2 separate regions of the Sus scrofa genome follow, and region 1 is linked to region 2. The links are chromatin contacts, called in public Hi-C maps. All regions are on one chromosome and are shown on one strand. Each heading gives the region's core, a stretch centred on a gene start, on an enhancer-like site or on the middle of the called end of the contact. The rest is flanking DNA. Distances are from core to core; before and after follow the strand shown.

Region 1 (4,018 bases), core at 773-3,272, 160 kb after region 2:
TTTACTGTTTAATTTCTTAGGCGACTTAGCTGATAACTTTTTAAGGATTTGGATGATTCTAGAAGTGAGGGCATTAAGGCATTGCTGGTTTACCCTCGCTGCATGTAGAAAGAAAGCAATAGCACGGATCATTCTCCCCCATTTGTTTCCAATTATTTTATTAATTAAAAAAACTGCTTTGTATGTTGCTTCTGTTGGAAACTCCATCAAAAAAAAAAAAAATCTTACCGTGAATGTGACTTCAATGCTAAGGATACCCTTGTGTGCCAGTCCAAAGAAATCCCCAATTACTTTATTCTTTAAGCATTCTTCTATAAAGAAGCTTCGGCATGCTTCCTCCCTACCCCCACATCCTCACTCCACCCTATTAGGAATTTCAAAAAAAAAAAAAAAAATCTTTATACATGGAAGGCTGGATCCTGGGACAGAAAGCTGTCCTTTGCTTCTGTCTTTACACTGGCCCCTTTCAGTAGCCTCTCCCTTCTGCCGGGACGTGCTTTCATATTTTGTGGACTAAAACCCTAAAGACCAGTTCGGTCTCTATTATGATTAGAACATGAAAAGTGGTGGTTGAAAAAATAAATAAAAAGAAAGCCCTGGCTTGAAGCCATTGTTCAGAATTTAAGAGCTCCTTGCCCCAAGTGTCTTAGCCGTCTTTCATAGCTAATTATAATAACTGTCAGATGTCTGGAGAGTGGCTGGTGTCCTTGTCAGTGGAGTCAGCAAAGTTTGCCTTTTATTTTTCTTGGGAACGGATCGAATCTGATTAGACTCAAGAGCGAAAAGAAGTGAAGTAAGTACATATGTGTGTGCCTTCATTTTTTTCTTCCGAACAAAGCAGCGTGCCGGAGCACTGTTCCAAGGTGCAGCCTCCTGCAGCTCCTCTTGGAATGCCTGACTTTTATTTTTCATTCTTTATCTTTAACCAAATCAAGCATGCAACAATTGTTTTGGAAACCTTTTCCTGCCAGCTGAACACCCTTCTGTACACACATAAAAGAGGAGCACCAAAAAAACCACATCTTCACATATTGGATGCTTATGACATAAAACTATTGGAACCAGTACCCTGGATGGAAAGAAATGTATACTTACAATTTCAAAACGCTTATTTGTGCTCGTTCCTGGTCCCTGGAGGCACAGCAGCGGCTCTGGCTGGACGGTCTCTGATGCAGGTGCAGAATCCCTGATTCCAGGAAGGAGGGAGAGAGCAAAGTGTTTTCCCAAAGTCCCTCGGAACTCAGGCACTTGTGCCCAGGCATTCCTTGCTCCTGTGAAAGCCGTACTATCTGCAGTTCTGAATTGAACTAAATTACAGCCCATGTGAAAGACAGGGGCAGTGAGTCACGTGGGAGATACACAGCTATCCTATTGGCCACTGAGACACAGCTTAGGCATTCTGCCTTCTCCTCCATTGGTGAAGAGTTAAAAATGAAAGCACTTGGGTCCTCCTCTCCAGCTTATTTGTCCTTTATGTGTGGAAGAATGACTGTAGGATTTTACAGTGACAGAATTAGTTAGGAGACGGACTGAAGTCATCCTTCACGGAGCCTGGTGGGAGGGGACTGGAAGAGCTCAGCTTTTTCAAGATTTTTTTTTTTTCCCTTTTTATCCCCCTGCCCTGCAGTTTTGTCTGTGATTTGCCTGTCTGCCTGTCAGGGAAATGTGTGTGTGTGTGTGTGTGTGTGTGTGTGTGTGTGTTTCCTCAGTTAACTTTGGAGGTGACAGAAAGTAAATTATCCTCTTATCCCTTTGCCGAACTCGGTCATGTTTGGAAGCACAAAATCAATTTTTCTTCAATGATGAATGTTCAGATTTTATTTTGATGTGGAAAGAAGCCTAATTGCCATTCTAAACAGTCGACGTTGTACATTAGAGATACCCAGAAACAGAATTAACTTTTCTGAGTAGCTCCTACATAGCGGGGAGAATAACCCTGGAAAAGGTTAAAAGGCAACACTATCAAAAAAGCTTCAGTTAAGCAGGGCAGAAGAGGAAGTATACTTTCCATATTGTTCTTTTTTTTTTTTTTTTCTTTTTGGTCATTTTAGGGCCGCACCCAAGCATATGGAGGTTCCCAGGCTAGGGGTCTAATCGGAGCTGTAGCTGCCAGCCTCCACCACAGCCACAGCAACTGGGATCTGAGCCGCGTCTGCGACCTACACCACAGCTCATGGCAAAGCCAGATCCTTAACCCACTGAGCAAGGCCAGAGATCAAACCCGTAACCTCATGGTTCCTAATGGGATTCATTTCTGCTGTGCCATGATGGGAACACCCCCCAATTGTTCTTTAATTTCCCTCTTTTAATAATGAAAAATGACCATAAAAAGGGCAGCCAAAAGGCACTTTTCAGTTGTCACAGCATTGTTTAAGTCACCTGGTTGCTAAAAGTCTCCAGTGCATTTGTGAGGATTTAGAGGTGCAAGTCCCCTAAGGGAACCTCAGACCCTTAGACACCATCGCATCCCGTATTCCCCATGAAACGGTGGCTAAAGGTGAGGGAGGAGGCCTCTGATGGGCAATACCTCTTGATCCATTTACCCTGATCCAGGATCCAGATGTGTAAAAGAAATGAAGGAAACACCCGAGGGAGTAGGACTTGTTTGCTTTTCCTTGCAAACCTCCTAAGAGCCCGTCACTCTGTTTCATGAAATTGTTTAACATGTGACAACTCGTAGGCTAAGTTTCATTACTTTCATTTCCTGGGGACAAAACCGGACTCAGTTGCTTTTACCATCACGGTCCTGCTTGATGTGCACACCCACCTCTGATATTTCTGTCGACTTTTTTTCCCAGGAGGACAGTGGTGCTCCCTTGCAGGCACCTGGCTATTGTATCCGCCAGGGGATGCGCCAAGCACATCCCATCCCATCCTGTCCAGTCCTTTCAGTTATCCTTGGGTTAGCTCTGGTCATCTCCGAGGCAGAGCAGAGGAAAGGAGGCAGATACTCCGTTCCACAAAGTTGGTAGTTGATGGCCCTTGATTCAAACCAACGCTCCTCCACTTTACACACTGCACAGATTTTCATTATGGTGCTGCTGAAGTTTTTTTTTTTTTTTTCCCCTTTCTGATGCAACACATTTGACTATTTCACACATATGGCATTATGTGAAATATTCAAATTTCACTCAGTGGATGCAGAATATCTGCTGTAGTCACATAAGTGTGTTTGGTTCAGACCCACATCATACCATTAAGTGACCCACACGGGACGGTAAATTGGTCTTAGAAGGGCAGTAGACTATATTTGAGTCTGGACCCCCTGAAAGAGCCTTGTGTGGTCATTCAACCAGAGAAGCATCCACATTTATCAAAGGAACAAACTTTCCCAGCACATCGGTCTGGGCCTTGAGGTGTTTCATGGCTGGTCTGGAGCTTGAAATACATCGAACCCTGGGGTAAGTCAAATCCTGGATCCTTTCCTAAATAGTGTCAAAAGTTCCTCATATTAAGAATATCAAGAACCTTATGGACTTTCCTGGATGTGTCCTCCCTGCAACCACAGAAATTAAAGGAAACATCCACTCACACTGCCTATCCTTGTGGGGTCTGTTTGTCAACTTGAGGAGTGTCAGCATCCTTACCTGTGCTCCCTGTCACTCATGGCAGCTAGGCCGGGCTACCTACAGGTGGGTAGGCAGAATTAGACAATCATCTTATTTTTGACCTTGTTCTTTCATTGAGTGGCTCTGAGTTTTCCCTACCTTGCCTTTCCTTCCTGTCATCCAGAACTTTTCTAAGTCCACCTTCTCATACAGCACCCAGGTGACAATATCAAGTTTCTCCACTCTATTGAAAAGATTCCAAGGACGGGGTTATATCTCACTATTTTTTAAGCCCTCCTAATGCCCATCACAGCAAAGATGAGATACACATGTGCTGGTATTTTTTCTTTCTTTTGTCTCCCAATGATCAATTCATGAGCAGCCATCAGCTACGAAATAACTCTGGGACGATAATGTGTGAAAAACAACCACCTTTTAAAATGAAGTTAAAGTAAAGGAGTCAGACACTG
Region 2 (4,283 bases), core at 869-3,368:
TTGGCTTTTTTCCTCTTTTTTTTTTTTCTTTTTAATGGCCATACCTGAAGCATATGGAAATTCCCAGGCTAGGGGCTGAATCTGGGCCACTGCTGAGACCTACACTGCAGCTGTGGCAACACCTGATCCTTTAACCTACTGCACCAGGCTGGAGATGGGCTCTCTAGGCTGGGGATCAAACCTGTGCCTCCAAAGTGACCTAAGCTGCTGAAGTCGGTTTCTTTCTTTTTTTTTTCTTTTTTCTTTTCTTTTTTTTTTTTTTTTTTTTGTCTTTTTGTCTTTTTGCTATTTCTTGGGCTGCTCCCATGGCATACAGAGGTTCCCAGGCTAGGGGTTGAATCAGAGATGTAGCCACCAGCCTATGCCAGAGCCACAGCAACGCCAGATCCAAGGCATGTCTGTGATCTATACCACAGCTTAGGCCAAGGCTGGATCCTTAACCCACTGAGCAAGGCCAGGGATTGAACCCAAAACCTCATGGTTCCTAGTCGGATTCGTTAACCACTGAGCCATGACAGGAACTCCCTGAAGTTGGTTTCTTAACTCACTGTGCCACAGGGGGAACTCCTGTGTTTTTCCTCTTATGTATTCACGTCTTTTTTATTTTTTATTTTTTTCTATTTGTGCTACTGCTGTGCACAGCCCTTGATTCCTAGAGAAACTGTTGACTTTACCTCTCACCTTTGGCTAAAAATATAGAGTTGCTTAACTCTTTAGATTTTTCTTTTATCCTCAATAATGCCTTGACTTGCTTTTTGCCCCAAAGAAACCCACAAAGAGAATTGGGGGGGGGGAGCCCATTATTTTCCTCTGCTTTTAGAAACTGAACCAATTAGTGAGGTGCAATCAACTTCTACAATATTCCTCTAACAAACTAAATATACTGCACACAGAATAGGTTTAGACATCTTCCCTCCACCGAGTTTATTTAAGGCTCTTTGGCAGGAACTCGTGCTGGAATAGGCAGCTTCTTGGATGCTTTCAACTTGCAATTTGACACCTAATGGTTTTCCTCTTGGCTGAGAAACTCCATAAACAGAAGTGAGCAAGAGACCATGTGACTCCAGTGCTCTGGGCAGCTCAGATCCCTGGAAAGGAGGGGTTGGGGGCAGGGACAGAGGCTGCTCCTGGCTGCTGTTTTAAGATGCATCCAACAACGAAAACATCCTTTCTCAGAGGCATGAGTCCGTGTCCTCAAGAGCCAGGGCATTTGCTTGGGCCCCAGGAGCTGGGGGAACCTGCTGCTCCATCTTGGGTGAGGTGTCTGCTTTCAAACAGCTCCCTGCCCTTTTGCTGCAAAGGCAGTGTGAGGGAGTAGGAAAAGCCTTCAGAGCTGAAAGTCTGCACTTGGTGTGCCCAACACCCGTTGTACAATTGGGGGCAGGTTCCTTTGCTGTTCTTCCATTCAGGTTTTCATTGCTAAAATGGGGATGATGGTTTAAAATGACTCTCATCAAGCCAATAACCCCAGGCTTGGGCTAAGCATGCTAGGTTGTCTCATTTCCTCCCAAGCAGAAAGCCAAGCCAGCAGCTGAGTTTGAGGGTGGGCCTGTTTGCTGCCCTCTCCAAGCCCCCGGCTTCTCATCTCCAACCTGGAAATCACAAGAGGTCTTACCTCCCAAGGGGTGTTGGGAAGATGACGCAAGAGAATGTGAAAAAAAGTTACGAGAGTGATGGACGCATAATAAGTACTCAGTTGATGATGGCTGTTATTAACAGCCCTCAAAAGGTAGTTATTACCCCTTTAAAGATGTGGAAATTGGAGTTCTCTTGTGATGCAGTGGGTGGAAGATCCGGTTTGTCACTGCTATGGCACAGGTTTGATCCCTGACCCAGGAACTTCCATATGCCACAGGTATGCCACCCCCCGCCAAAAAAAGGTGGAAATTAGTACCAATAACAGTGGCTACTGCGTAGACCTGAGATTCAAGCTTAGGTCCATTGGCTATTAAAACGGGGCTCAAACCACCCCTGATAAAAATTGCTGTTGCCAGCAATTTGGGCCTCACTCTCATCCTCTGTGCCTCCCTCCCTCCCCGCCGCCTGCCTCCACTGGGCCCCCTGATCTCTGAATCATCCCAACACTCAGCTCTATTCTTCTGGTTCCCAGACCAAGGCTGAGTGGAGGGAGGAAGTTCCAAACCAGACTCAGCCTCTCCATCCTTTGAGGCTGGAGACTGAGTCACTCTTCCTGTGCACTGAGGACAAAGCGTTCCAGGGCTAACCACAGAGTCCTGTCTGTTCACTAAGGAAACCCCCGCAGTGGTCTCACAAAGGAGAGGAAAGCCTGGCCCGGCTGGCCACCGCCTCTCACGATGCCCATCCCCCTTGGTCGCCTTGCCACGGTCCCCATCCCGTTCTCCCTCCTGTGCTCCTGTTCCCACACCCAGGATCAGCTTGCTGTCGCCAATAACAAGGGCACTGGGATTGGCACATGGTACACAGCCCCTCTAATATATGTCATGGTCTTCAAGGCAACTCTTAGCGCCTCCAATTTCCATTGAGGAAAAACCAACTCAGAAGGATTACAGAATGCACCTGAGGACACATTAGCATTTATAAAAACAGCCATCTTTTGCATTTATTCTTTTTTTTTTTTTTTTTTTGTCTTTGTGCCTTTTCTAGGGTTGCTGCTGCGACATATGGAGTTCCCAGGCTAGGGGTCGAATCGGAGCTGTAGCCACCGGCCTCTGCCAGAGCCACAGCAACGCAGGATCCGAGCCACATCTGCAACCTACACCACAGCTCATGGCAACGCCAGATCATTAACCCACTGAGCAAGGTCAGGGATCGAACCCGCAACCTCATGGTTCCTAGTTGGATTTGTTTCTGCTGCGCCACGACAGGAACTCCTATTCTTTATGGATGTATTGAAATCACCTAGAATGAGATTTGTCAACCTCAGTGCTATTCTAGCAATATTCTCCTTGGAAGTGGAAAGGGTTTGCCATTACCTTTTCATGGCTGAACACAGAGGGAGCACCCATTGTCAACCCCCATTTTATCACCTCCACTTGAGTGCTGGTGGCTGAACTCAGCTATGCGGCCACACTTAGCGCTGGGGAGGCTGGGGTGTGTGGCTGTTCTTTTGTGTCCATATAAAAATCAGAGACTGTGGAATTCACATCGTGGCTCAAAGGAAACAAATCTGACTAGTATCTCTGAGGATGCGGGTTCCATCTCTGGCCTTGCTCAGTGGGTTAAGGCTCTGATGGTGCCATGAGCTGTGGTGGAGGTTGCAGACGCGGCTCGGATCTCACGTCGCTGTGGCTGTGGCGTAGGCTGGCAGCTGCAGCTCCGATTCGACTCCTAGCCTGGGAACCTTCATATGCCATGGGTGCAGCCCTAAAAAGCAAAAAGCAAAAGAAAAACAAAATAAAAATCAGAGATTGTGATGGTTAATTTTATGTGTCAACTTGACCAGGCTAAATGATACCCAGACAGCTGGTAAAGCATTATTTCTGGGAGTGTGTCTGTAAGGATGTTTCTGCAAAAGATGGGCATGTGATGCAGTGGACCGGGTGAAGAAATAGCCCCTCACCAAGGTGGGTGGCCTCACCCAGGGCCTGGAGAGCCCAGACGGAGCAGAAAGTAAAGGTAGGATGAACCCGCTCTCTCTTCTTGGGCTGGGCTGTCCACCTTTTCCTTCCCTTGGGTACCAAGACCCCTGGTTCTCAGACTCAATCACACCAGCATCTCCCCTGGGTCTCCAGCCTACAGATGCGGTGGGGAGGAGTGTCTTGGCCTCCACCACCTTGTGGAGCAAGTCCCAAAACCCTTCCCTTCTTACCTCTCTCTCTATTTCCTATCAGTTCTGTTTCTCTGAGGAACCCTGCTTCATGCACGGATTCTACTGTTGTAGAAAAACGAAAAGGGAACTTGGAACCCACTAGCACTTTCTGCTCCCAGCACTCTACAGTGTGGTCATCCGTCTCAAGGGCCTCATGACTGCGAGAGCTTGGTGAACCCTAAGGAAAACACACACACGCAAAAAACACACGTATGCAAACGAACCCTAGCTGCAGACTTTTTCCAAAAAAACTCTTACACCCCAAATCCTGAGATGTTACCAACGTATCCAAGTAAGTCAAATGTAGCAATGATCCCATTAAGTCTCCCCAGGAGGACCAAGCTTCCTTGCAGCTGGGAGATGCCGCTGAGGTCAAGGTGAAGGGCTCAAGGACAGCAGAGCAGGGATTCTGAGTGTGGACGGGTTTACCATTCGCTGGGCTGCAAGTCTTTTGCTTTTCACCTATGCCATCTTTTCTAGGTTCAGGCTTGAA

What was found. A called contact is a pair of places that touch in the nucleus more often than the background predicts.
Region 1: a contact with region 2 is called in a Hi-C map of embryonic fibroblasts, with 2.9 times the contacts expected there. The contact joins the promoter of LOC110255652 here to the enhancer-like site in region 2. A contact is called at or near these places in 1 of 5 promoter capture datasets (fetal skeletal muscle), 7 of 47 Hi-C or Micro-C datasets (brain, embryonic fibroblasts, fetal skeletal muscle and 2 more) and 2 of 2 datasets of contacts at active chromatin or transcription factors (alveolar macrophages and skeletal muscle).

What each region holds. Positions count from the first base shown.
Region 1 is chr10:21,776,808-21,780,825 of Sscrofa11.1, forward strand. LOC110255652 reads right to left here and starts at 2,023. Exons shown (of 5, transcript XR_002336251.1): 1 at 1,096-2,023.
Region 2 is chr10:21,619,588-21,623,870 of Sscrofa11.1, forward strand. No RefSeq gene overlaps it. Among named protein-coding and RNA genes, the nearest start is that of MIR181B-1, 75 kb to the right of the region's middle. Within about 2 kb of position 2,119, at least 21 of the 83 cell types and tissues checked have an H3K27ac peak or open chromatin away from gene starts, as enhancers often do. A contact at or near this core is called in alveolar macrophages, embryonic fibroblasts and skeletal muscle, where this site is marked.